Regions from separate parts of the Mus musculus genome. Here region 2 is linked to region 1. The links are chromatin contacts, called in public Hi-C maps. All regions are on one chromosome and are shown on one strand. Each heading gives the region's core, a stretch centred on a gene start, on an enhancer-like site or on the middle of the called end of the contact. The rest is flanking DNA. Distances are from core to core; before and after follow the strand shown. Region 1 holds the start of Ttc9 (tetratricopeptide repeat domain 9). Region 2 overlaps Map3k9 (mitogen-activated protein kinase kinase kinase 9).

Evidence for each region. A called contact is a pair of places that touch in the nucleus more often than the background predicts.
Region 2: a contact with region 1 is called in a Hi-C map of the BV-2 cell line, with 2.4 times the contacts expected there. The contact joins the enhancer-like site here to the promoter of Ttc9 in region 1. A contact is called at or near these places in 6 of 39 promoter capture datasets (the 3T3-L1 cell line, 3T3-L1-derived adipocytes, cranial neural crest and 3 more), 64 of 484 Hi-C or Micro-C datasets (B cells, the BV-2 cell line, the C2C12 cell line and 42 more), 17 of 115 datasets of contacts at active chromatin or transcription factors (bone marrow-derived macrophages, craniofacial prominence, embryonic forebrain and 6 more) and 2 of 9 other capture datasets (liver and pancreatic islet).

Annotation. Positions count from the first base shown.
Region 1 is chr12:81,628,216-81,633,993 of GRCm38.p6, reverse strand. Ttc9 (tetratricopeptide repeat domain 9) reads right to left here and starts at 2,745. Exons shown (of 3, transcript NM_001033149.3): 1 at 2,193-2,745. The coding sequence starts at 2,589.
Region 2 is chr12:81,715,574-81,721,707 of GRCm38.p6, reverse strand. It overlaps Map3k9 (mitogen-activated protein kinase kinase kinase 9), which reads left to right. Exons shown (of 11, transcript NM_001174107.1): 11 at 1-6,134. Among named protein-coding and RNA genes, the nearest start is that of Map3k9, 63 kb to the left of the region's middle. Within about 2 kb of position 1,822, at least 87 of the 459 cell types and tissues checked have an H3K27ac peak or open chromatin away from gene starts, as enhancers often do. A contact at or near this core is called in B cells, the BV-2 cell line, the CH12 cell line and 13 more, where this site is marked.

The DNA of each region.
Region 1 (5,778 bases), core at 1,496-3,995:
TACCAGGGCCGAGGGCATCCCAAAGAATTTTGAAATGTGGCGTTTGAGAGCCCACCTGAGTCTGGGTACGTGGTAGCAGAAGAGATCCAGATGATGCTGATTTTCTGCATCAAGCTATGATGGGCAGGGCATTGCCTTTGGAGAGGGATGGCTCTGGAGCCTTGGGAGTCTCCTCTGCAAGGTGAATGGCCATATTTCCTTCAGATTGCATATGTATATTTAAATTAGTGTAAGCGGGACATGGTGGTGCACCCCTTTAATCTCAGTGCTCTGAGGGAAGAGGCAGGTGAATATCTGAGTGCGAGTCCAGCTTGGTCTACATAGTTTCAGGCCAGTCAGGGCTATACAGTGAACCCTGTTTCAAAAAAGCAAAAGTGCATGTAGTGTACCTAACTGCACATATGCTACATTGTTAATGTTCATAAGTGATGAGCCCCAGAGCAGGCAGCAGAAGGGAAAGCCCTCTGGGTTTATTTCCATTCTGTCACCAGTGAAGTTTCCCCAAGTGTTTGTGTGGTAGGGACAGAAGGAGAGATTGACCACACCTCTGTCCTCTGACCAGGCAGGCCTGACCAAGGACATACATTGGGTTTCACCATGGAAATACAGCCACTTGTGGGGTGGAGGGCAGGCAGTGCTAGCTATTCATGGGCCGGGTAAATGTAGTCCTAGAACACCCATTACCACTCCAAAATCACTGCATTAGCCATCCTGAGTGCCTCTTCCTCCGCCCTCACAGGCTCTGCCCTTTAACTGTTCATCAGGGCAGTGGCCAAATCCTTACGGGAAACCAGAGGAATCAAGTATCCTTTTATGGATTCACCTATTCCATCCTTCTGTGCCATTATTTTCTCTGGTGCCATTATTTGTAATACTAGGGCCAGTGTCACCATCTCTGTAACTGCCCTTGGTTTACATGTGTAATTCTTAACGTGTGTAAGCTACCTCACACCGTGTCTTCCCAGGCTGGGTTTCACCCTAGTAAAGATGACCTGATAGGGGCATGGCAGCACAGGGGTAGAGCACTTGCCTAAAGATGACCTCAAACATGACAGAATGGGAAGGCGGAGGGAAGCTGGTGCTCAATGCCCAAAGCCAACACAGCAGATCTACATTTCTGAATGGACCATAGTTGTAGTCTTTCAACCTCCAGATGCATCCATCGTCACCCCGCCCCCACCCCCTAACAGGCCATACTTAGTTCAAGCAACTTTCAAGGTTAGAAATGAAGAAATGCCTTTTATTCTAACAGAGAGAGGCTTGACTGTGCCCCAAACCATACACACTAGGTGGGAAAAGTAGAGGGTGGTTGCGTCACTGTAAGGCAGTTGTTTATATCGCTGTTTGCCACATTTCGCAGGAAGTCCTTCGAAAGCCTCAGCGTTTTCCTTTTTTACAGACTTTACATTTTCTATAATGCACACACACACACACACACACACACACACACACACACACACACACACTTAGCCTCATCCCTAAAGCACACCATGGAAGTACACCTTCAGCCCAACAGAAGAGCCTTAGGCAGGAGACTAAGAATTCAGCAGGGCTAAGGACCAACCATGAACTCAGAGCCCTGAGACTGCTGGAGCAAGACCCGGAGAGAAGAAAGTAGCATTTTGGAATCCATTTTACTCAGGACATCCTGAAAAAAAAAAAAAATCCCCTTTGCTACTGGGGCAGGAGAACTTGAGGGAAGGCCTGTTTCCATCTGGTTACTTAAGGGAAGACATAGGTCAACTTTAAAGCCAGTGACACCCGAGTGAGACAGACAGGTGCATGAGCTAGCCTTAGAGCCCATGGCTTGTGCGGTATCTCTGGCTTCTTCTATCTCTTCAGTTTGAACCCAAGTGAGCAGTAGCAGTCGCTGACAGGCCCGCTGGGTCGCCCTCTGTCTGCCCGGTCATTTATAGGCAAGATTCACCATGTTTGCAAGGGAAGAGACTCAAGATGACTATGGCCTTTGGAAGACATCATCTTGAAAGTCACACTTTTTCTCAAGCGCCTCCCTCCCAGATCTCCCCAGAGCACCACTGTCACGGGAGGGAGTCTGCACCGCGGTGTGCCTCAGCGGCGCTCTGGGATCCAGAGAGACTAGGTTGGGAAAGCTGGGGACGGGACGCGTGGCCGGGCGGGGCCCCTGGAGGCCCGGGGAAGGAGAGGAGGGGGTGCGGCGGGGCGCGGCTTACCTGCCAGGCTGTTGTAACAGTCGATCTCAATGGCTTCAACCGTCTTGCTCTGCTCCTCTGAGAGGCGGCTGGATTTGGGAACCCCTGCCGAGGAGGCTGGCCGTGCGTCCCGCTCCTCTTGTGACGGCAGCAATCCCTTCAGCTCCAGCAACGCCCGGTGGTATTTGCCGATGGCTTCGCGGAATTTCTTGTCCTTGTAGCACTGCGCCCCTTGGCTCTTGAACTCGTGTGCGCGCCGGATAAGCTCCGCGGGCTCGGCCGCCGTTCCAGCCTGGCCCCGCTCCGGGGCTCCTCCGCCGCTCGGGACGCACGGCGGCGGCACGGGCCGCGGTCCCTCACCCAGCGCAGGCGGGCTAGGGTTCCCCGAGGATCGGGCCGCCAAGCCCTTCCTCTCCATCCGGCCGCCGCCCGCGCCTAGAGCGCGTCGCGATCCGGGCTTTAAAAGCGCGGAGCGCTGGCTTCGCGCCCCGCAGACTCTGCCGCGGCCGTTACCCTGGGCGCCGCGCGCTTGCCCCGCACTCCCATCCTTTTCGCCAGCCGCCCGAGGCAGCTCCCTCCTCCTGCGATCGCTCCCCTCCCAGCTCCCTCCCCCGTTCCCTCGGCGCCCGCCCTCGTCCCCGCCCTTTTCTGCTCCCGCAACCTGTCCCCGCGGGCTACCGGACCCTGTGCGAGCCTGGCCGTGGTGCAGGGGACAACGGGCCCGACTGGGGTGGTGGTGATTGTCGCTGACCCGGAAGAAGCTGGGCTTGCTCAAAGGAGGGGAAGATTAGCGACAAAGAGGGCCCCCTGGTTCCCATTCATCCAGCCTTCCGAGGCGCGCCGTGGCCAAAAGAAGCTATGGGGGAGGGGTGTGTGTGTATGGGAAGGACTGGGAGGGGGGGGGGTCACCTCAATAGCTTTCTTTAGGACTAAAGAGAAAGGTGCGCCAGGGAGCAAGGAAAATAAGCAGGTGCCACTGCTTGTTTTGTTTGCAGTAAGACATTACTATTTTAGGTGGCAGAGCCTCGCTTTTGTGGATCCAGGTTGTCGCTGAGGTGTGTCTCCCGGGCGCCCAGGACACCGGGTGCACGTCTGCGTGCCTGGCGTTGTATTCCGGGAGACTGTGTGTGCTTACGCTATGTGCGTGCGCAGCTATGCAGAATGAATCACAGAAGCGGAGATGGAAACACCTGTTACTGTTGGTCATCAGGCTTGGCGGGCACAGGGTTCCAGTTTCCATTACTGGACAGTTACGCACCCTTCCTGGGGAGGCTCCTTCTTTCTTTCCCTCTGTCAGTGAGAGTGTCAGCTGTATGCAGGAGATTGGCTGAGCCACACACAGGCAGATGAAAATAGGCAAGTTACAGCCCCCCCCCCCCCACCACACACACACCAAAAGAACCCAGTTTACTGCTGGAAGATACAATTCCCACTAGCAATCACAGAAAGCGCTGTGGAGCCCTGGGAATTCCTTACAGGGTAATAACATTTGAAGACCCCCCAAAGGATGGGCACAGGGAAGGAGTAAAATACCAGACAAAGCAAGAAAGCTCTCAGAGCTGTAATGTTGGACACCTCAGACATATTTAAGGCCTAAAGGTTTGACTTTATGGCTTTCCAAGTGAGAGGGATGCCAGGGGTTTCTGAATAAAGCATTTGGATTTGGGTTTATAGGCAATGAAGAGGATAGATACATTTTTAGTGATATTAAGGGAACGAAAAGATGCTCTTAATGTGATTTTCAAAGGGTGTTTCCCAGATCCGCAGCATCAACATCTTCTGGAAATTATTATATGCAAGCTCTAAGGACATAGTCCAGATTGTCTAAAACAGGACCCTAGCCTTGGATCCAGCAATCGGTGCTTCTGTAGCTCCAAGAGGAGCTCAGAGACAGTGCTGTGAAAACTTCCTACTCAGGTTTTGGACCAGCAGAATGAGCATCACTGATGAGCCTGCAAGAAGTGCTCCGGGTGCAAGACTGCCAGCCCACTGACCCAGAAGTTGCACTTTAACAAGATTGACATAATATGGCCACACCCGCTGTTCTGCACTAGAAGTTTAGGAAAGTATAAAAAACTGTTAACAAAAGCCTCAGCGTATACATAGGGGTACCCGGAGACTCTTACTCAAAGTTTTGTATTTCTGCTTAACAAATGTAAGCGGTATGGGTCAATGTTTAAAATTTGTTTCCTTCTTTTTAAACTTTCACGTTTCATGGAATTAAATATTCTTTTAGTGCTTCCCTCTTGCAGTTCTGGGGATTGAACCTGGGGATTCATGCAAGCAAGTGCTCCACAGCTGAGCTGGGCCCCCATGCCTTATTCTCATGGCTATATAATAGTCTATTGTAGGTATGTACCTTAAAGTACAGAGCCAGTTGTTTTTGTATCCAGACGGCTTTTTATATTACGTTATGCACTATTGTGGATAATACTAAATGAAGTGAACAATAGTAGATATCAAATACCTGGTGCTTACATCGTACCAGGGACTGGGTTAAGCACTTTGCATACATGTAACCTTCATAACAATCTAGTGAAATAAGTAGTTACTCCAATTTTGAATACCACATGTCTTAGGGTTTCTATTGCTGTGAAGAGATACTCTGACCATGACAACTCTTATAAAAGAAAAGATTTAATTGATGCTGGCTTACAGTCTCAGTAGTCCAGTTTAGTCCATCATCATCATGGCGGGACACATGGTGGCATGCAAGTAGGCATGCTGCTGGAGACAGAGTCAAGAGTTCTCTATCTTGATCTGAAGGCAACCAGGAAGAGCCTGTGCTCCACACTGGGTGGACCTTGAGCATATATGAGCTCTCAAAAGTCTGCCTCCACAGTGACACACTTCTTCCAACAAGGCCACACCTCCGAATAGTGCCACCTCCATGGGCCAATCATTCACGCCCATGAATCTATTTGGGCTATTTCTTTTCCTCCACAGCATGTTACAGAGACTTGTCAAGGTTGTACTCCCAGTAAGTAACAAGCCTGGTATTTAAACCCATGTAATCTGTCCTTGGAAGCTCTTACATTATTCTTAATCTCTTGCATTACTCGTATTTATTTTTTGTTCTTATTTACTTTTCTGTCAGGAAAATTGGTTAATTTTTAAAGTAACCTCCCCCACACACACACACCGTGCTGAGGGTCAAACCCAGAGCCTCATTTGTGCTAGGCAAACATTCTACCACTGAGCCATACACCCAGCTCAAGAAAGTCCGTCAATTTGCTCTTTTCTCCCCCGTGAGTATGTGTGTGGTATGCATGAGAATGTGTGTGTTTCTCTGTGCGTGAACACATATGTGTGTAATGCCAGTGCACTTGTATGTGGAGACCTGAGGTTGATGTTGGGAGTCTTCATTGATTGCTCTCCATGTTTTTCATGGAAACAGGTCTCTCAATTGGATCCAGGGTTTCGGAGCTGTTGGTCTGGTTAGCCAGCTTTCTCTGGAGATCCCCCGTCTCCACCTTCCAATTGCTGGCATTGTGGGTGGGCCCCCAAGCCAAGGGTGGGTGGTTTACAAGTGTTTTAACCATGAAACCATCTCCCTGGCGCACAGTTGTTTGTCTAAATGTGGTCCAACTGGCTATGGGGTGTCCTG
Region 2 (6,134 bases), core at 573-3,072, 89 kb before region 1:
CCATAGCTGTCCTGGGTTCCCTTTGTCAGCCCTGAGTCCTACCTGTTCACACATCTGTACTGATGTTCTGTGATCTGACTTATCGTCCACTCTTCCCACAACTCAGTGTCACCTTTGGTATTTGATGAGTGTCTCGTGTCCTAAGTCGTCCCGTGCCAGCTGATGGGGATAGGCTGGCCTTATGAAGGCCAGAGGGCTTGACAGATCAGGTACTGCCTACCTGTGCAAATCTCAGTGGGAACTGAGAGTTCAGAGGAGGAGGAGAGGAGAGGAGGCAGTCAGGAACGGTTTAGTCAGGCTGCGTGGGGAGGTAGAGTCAGGCCTTGGTTTGGTTTGGGTTTAAGTTTTAGAAACAAAGGCAGAAATCAGCACCTATGGCGTGGCGTGGGTTCAGATCATGCTTACACCAGATTTGAATATAAGCAGATTCATCTCAGGACTATCTGTTTGAAAGACACACTCACTGACCCCAGTTCTGAAGTCAGGAACAATGCCTGCATTTCTCTGTCTTGTTGAGCTTCCATTCCTCCCTCCGGTTCCTGGGCTTTAGGTCATATGTGATTCGCAGAGACACCTGAATTATGTCAATAGCATATGGGGCTGGGTCCTGGACCATGAGGTATGGAACTATGGGGATTTCTTCATTGGACTGTCCATTTTGTGATGTCCCTGAAGTAAACGGAACCCTTAGTAATGTTTGGGTGCCGTGAGGCAGTAGCATGATACAGTTCCTGAGGCGCTCACACCATCTCTGTCTCTATACACAGAGAGCCTTTGTGTTGGGTCCTGCACCATGAGCTGGGTAGCAAGAGACCAGAGAGGCTAGTGCTGACGTATTTAATATTTGTTTCTTAAACTTGAATATGGAGCTTCAAAGTGTTTTCACCCATTTTCTTTGCTGTCCATTCCCTCTGAGCCCCCGGTGTTGTGGGTGACAGTAACAACTTGGTTGAGGTTACAGTCCCCAGTGGTGTTGGAGTCTGTCTACTGGCTCTCTTGTGTTTGCCGCCTGGATGCCCAGAGGGTTAGAGCGGTCGGTACTCATGGTGCAGGTGACAGATTTCATCAGTGCTGTTTCTCTGTGAAGAACATATGAGATGACGTTGGTTCCCACAAGTTCTTTATGAGTTCATTTGCCCTTTGTCTCCACCCTGCACCCCCAGTTTCAGACAGGGGATCGGTGCTGACCATGTCAGCCAGAGTTTTGCTATAATATCTGATCTTCCCTCTTGGTTCTGTGAAGTGAGAATGGAAGAGGTTAACTTTGCCCCCCATACTCTAACCCCTCAGATTGAAGAGGGGAGCTCGTGAACCCCATTGTCCCAGCCAACCCAGTGATGATGCTCCACTGCTCCATCTGCACACCTTGCCTGCATTAAAGCTTTAGGGTAGGCTGCAGCTGGCTCCAGCCTGTGCTCCAGCCCCAAGCAGGGCTTGACTGTAGCCATCTCTCCAGGAAAGGCATAGTTACAGATGCAGTGTACACTGAGTGGCTGCTACAGGCCATTGAGTGACAGGTGGGATCTAGCCCATCTCCACCCAACATTCCGACAGAGGAAGGCCTTGCTAAAGAGATGATCGTACCTGAGAGACATGTATACTGCTGCAGTGAGTTAGCGTGGGTTAGTGTGGGGGGAGGGGTCTTGTTGAGCTCCGACAAACCTGTGCAGTGCTGGCCCACTGCCTGCCACTCTTCCGTGCGAGCGAGCCTAGAGATGGGGCAAGTGTTAAGAAGTTACCATTTGTGTGACATAGGTTCCCATATCTGTGGTCATGGTTAGGACGAGGCTTGGTAGCTGTGAATATACCCACTTAAGTGACAGTAGCTTCCCCCTTTCACTTCCCTTTCCTCAAAGACATGGCTGTCTGCTCGGAACATGTGTCCGCTACCTTCAGGCTGCTAGCAGGATTGGATACTGCTCTTTTCTGTGAGTCTTCTCATGCCTTCACTTGCCAGTGCTTATCCTTAGAGACCCAGGCTGTTGCTGGGAACTGAGGAGATGCCTCCATCGCCACTTCCAGCTATTTCCGGGAAGCTGTCGTGGATGCTCTTCACGTGGTGTTCTTTGACATCCCTGTGACCTTGTAGGCATCATAATAACGATCACCTACATTTGAACAACTCAGAACAGGGATGTTTTCCCTTCTGACCTTAAAAGAAAAGTGACATTATTTTCCTCACATTCAATACACTTGTCTCAAAAACAGGAAGACAGACAGACAGACAGATGCTGTTTGGATGGTTGTGTCTGGCCAGAGCTCTGAGCCCGGCCCGCCTCCTCGGTTCCTCTTTTCTTGCATGACTCTTGTCCTGTGTCTTGATCCCTCTCAGGTTTCCTTCTAAAAGCCTTTATCATACACTTCCCTTGCAAGGGCATTGAGACATTGTGGCTCCCTGCCAGCTCGAGGGCCAGCTCCTTCCCCTGCACGATGAATGTGCTGAAGCTGACAGCATGGCTCACCATCTTTGCCTCAGGGCATCTTGCCTTAGTTTTATCCTTTGGCTTCTGGAAGATGAGTGATGTGGAATTGGTTGAACATGATTAATGGGCACCCAGGCCAGGCGCATGCTCTCCCACCACTTCATGTAGCCCAGGTGACTACATGATCATTTCCTAACTCCCTCCCCCACTTAACCTGGTCAGCTGGATGTCCTTACCATTGGTGTCTTACTGAGGAAACGGGGGCTGGGTGGCCTCTGGTTTTTGAGGATCATCCCTAGGGTCATAACTTGCTAGGAATCGAAATCAGGTCAGTTCTGGAATAATTGTTAGGAAAAGGGTCCCTAGGCATGGAACATCATGTGACAAAGGGTAATACTCCTAATAGAATCCCTTTACCCTCAGGCTGTTGCTCAGGGACACAAGACTTTGCAGGGTGTCTAGACCCAATCCTGGCTCCATGCTGTTGCCCCATGAGAAGGACCATTCTTAACTCATGAAGTTCATGTCTTCTGTGCATTCTCTTCTTTCCTCTGCTACCCCACCCCAACCCCCATAGCTGCATCTCCCACTTGCTAAGCAAGGGCCTACCAATATCAAGCTCTGAACAGAGTAAAGAACAATGGGCCCTAAAGGCTGTGGCTGTGAGTGGACACCTCCGGATGTAAGTGTCCAGGGGTGCTCCACCACGGGTGTAGAGCCCCCGACTTTTAATCATGTTTATTTGATCATGTGCCTTTGGATGGGTGTGTAATTGCGAGATCCGACAGGTCAGAAGCACACATGTCTGCCTCTAGAAGGCCTGGGAAAGAGGCATGTCCTAGTGTTGGTGAAGTACTGAACTTCCTCTAAGGACTTGTGTAGACTGGAATTGAGGTAGAGGTAAGAGTGGCCCTCAGGGAGTTGTGGTGGCAAGAACCTGGCGACTTCACCTGTCCATTTTCAAGCCGAAGTTTGCCGATGTGTGACCCTCAGAAGGCCTCCCGTGAGCTGGGGGTGATGTCCACTTCTCTGCTTAAGGCCCTAACTTTAAAACCTACCATCTTAGCTAGGTTCCGGGGTGCATTCCTAGAAGCCCAGCTACACAGGAGGCTGAGGCAGGGCAATTGCTTTAGCCTGGGGTGTGATGTCAGTCTGGGGCAACATAACAAGGTCCTGTCTCTTAAATGTGTGGAGCCAGAGCCCCAGCTCCAACACAGATGGCTTCACCTTGCAACACTGCTTCCCTTGGTGGAGAAAAGTGAGAATGTGAAAGATGAAAAGTGAGGTCAAAGGCTAAAGTTGCCTATTCCATATGGCTCAGTCATATAGCACTTGTCCTTGGCTTGACCTGAGAATGACTTCCTGTTATGACACAGTTGTTGAAAACACATTTCTAGATGGCAAAACAGTATTTTCCTAGTTCAAAAATTGCAATAAAATCCGCATATAGAAGGAGAAAGACCCTTCTCCTTGGACTCTCCCCTGGCATGGATACCTGGAGGCTCACCATCTCTGGTACTTAGTTGGAGGGCAGGAACCAGGAGCTGGAATCTTGTTTGATTAAGGGTAGTCAATCCATATCTAATTAGCCAAACCCAGACCCGGCTTCCTGGTTAGGTCTGCAGGCCAAGTGTGTTTCTTTTATTTTTTTTCATGAGCTGCTTCTAGGTATTCCCACCCACTGCCTTCTCTGTCCGTTTCTGGTTGCGGACCCTGGAGGCACCTGGGCCTCCCTAAGCTGCTGGAGAAGCGCTGGACTGACTGCAGAGTTCGGGGTTCTCCTGAGCTCTGCACTCAGGTCCTTGATTTCTTTGCTGCCTTTGTCCCTGCATCCTCTCCAAGTCTCAAGATGGGAAAGAGAAGATCCTGGGATTGAGAGTACTGACCTGAGCTGGGAGCGACTTTGGAAACAGGCCTGCCCTGCCCTGCCCTGCCCTGCTCTGACTGACCCGCTAACTGCTCTCCGGGGCATTTGGGTTGTCAGGTGTGAAGGTAGCAGCAAGATGGCATCCCAGGATGGAAATAAGAACACAGACTTAGTGTTCAGAGAGCAGCCTTTCCTACCAGGACAGGAGGGGAGAAGCCCTCAGGTCAGAATGGCTGTAAGGGAAACCCTGACATGTGAAGACCCCTGAGAAGTGATACAGCATGCTTTGTACTCGCTCAAGACCAAATTTCAAAAGTTCTGTGTTGCCCTCGCTCCTGCCATCTTTCACACCACCATACCTACACAGACAACCTTAGGGCTGAGCACCAACCATGCCATGGATGTTTTTATTAATTTTGGCATTTTAGAAAGTTATATTGAAGTATGGTTTAGCCTTTGATTACTAATTTTTTTTTTGACCTCCCATTGACATTTGTATCCAATGCAAGTGCCTTCCCAGCCTGGTATGGGATAGGCCCTGCCTAACGTCTGCAGGGGCTCCAGATGGAGCTGTGCTGTTTGACATAGGGCTTTGTGTTTTATCCTCATCACCACCTCATACCACAAGTTCTAAGTGCTGCTTGTCACCCCCTGGGAGCCCTGGCATTCAGAGACGACAGGGCAGCACCCTATTCCTATCCTTGGCCCTGTAGCTAGGGTGACGTGTCCTGCCTTCATGTTCTCTGGCTGCCTTTTAGGCTCTCAGAAGCATTCCAGGAGAAAGTGGTCCTATAGAGAGAAGCCTGGAGATTCTCAACTTTAAATTCTCTGCGAATTCTAGAAGTAAACGGACCTCATTCATCCGTCCCGGGTCTCAGGACTCTTCTGCTTCCCTGTGTGCTAAGCTTTGCAACCATTGTCCTGTCCTGTCCCCCCCCAACCACCCCCCCCCCCCCCGCACAGCAAACCTTCACACTATCCCCTAGGGTCAGGCTCCCTGCCATTTCCTGCCTTCATGGTCACATCACTCACGCCATTTATTCTACCTCCAGTTCCAAGGCCATGTCTGCTATGGCTTTTATTTATTATTTTTATTATCATTGTTACTTTGGACAGGGTCTCATGTAACCCAGACAGGCTTCAAACTTGCTATATAGCTAAGGATGACCTTGGATGATCCTCCACTTCCCAGATGCTAAGATTATAGGCGTATAGTTTAGTTTATTCCTGTTGGAATAAGATAAGGGTTTATCCTGGCCCAGATGTGGAGCTGAACGACAGATTTTAAGAAAAGTTACTATATCTTCCACATAAGAAGGTTCTGTCCAGAAATTTATGTGCATATATTTTGTGACTCCTTATACACTACTCCCCAGAGTTGGTGGGTATTACCTGCACCCAAGAATGTGTGGTCAGACTTGGGGGTGTTCGTACTGCGTGCCTAGAGTCACAGACCTGGTAAGCAAGTTGCTGATCTCTCTGCTCTAGCCTGTGAGCACATTCTTAGACCACGGTTGAAAAGCCTTAAGGTGAAATTCATCCATCTCGGGTCCATGTAGGTTCTGAAATCACCGCTTTCCCAGGGAGTTGTGTCCTCTGGCTGACCTGTGATCTCCCCGAGCCCAGCAGACTTCATCATTGCAGAGGGTAGCGTTCTCCTTCACCTTTCTCAGTTCGGCAGGGATTCCAACCTCACTGGATGACGGTCTGCCCTGTAGCTCCCCTCCTCCCAGCACCGAGAAGGCCCTGGGTCTCTGCCGTCCGACTTGGAGCTTCCTGATACAGCTCCTCCACTCTCCTCCATTCCTAGTCCTTGGAGGTTGGAAGCCTGTTTCAGCTCCTGT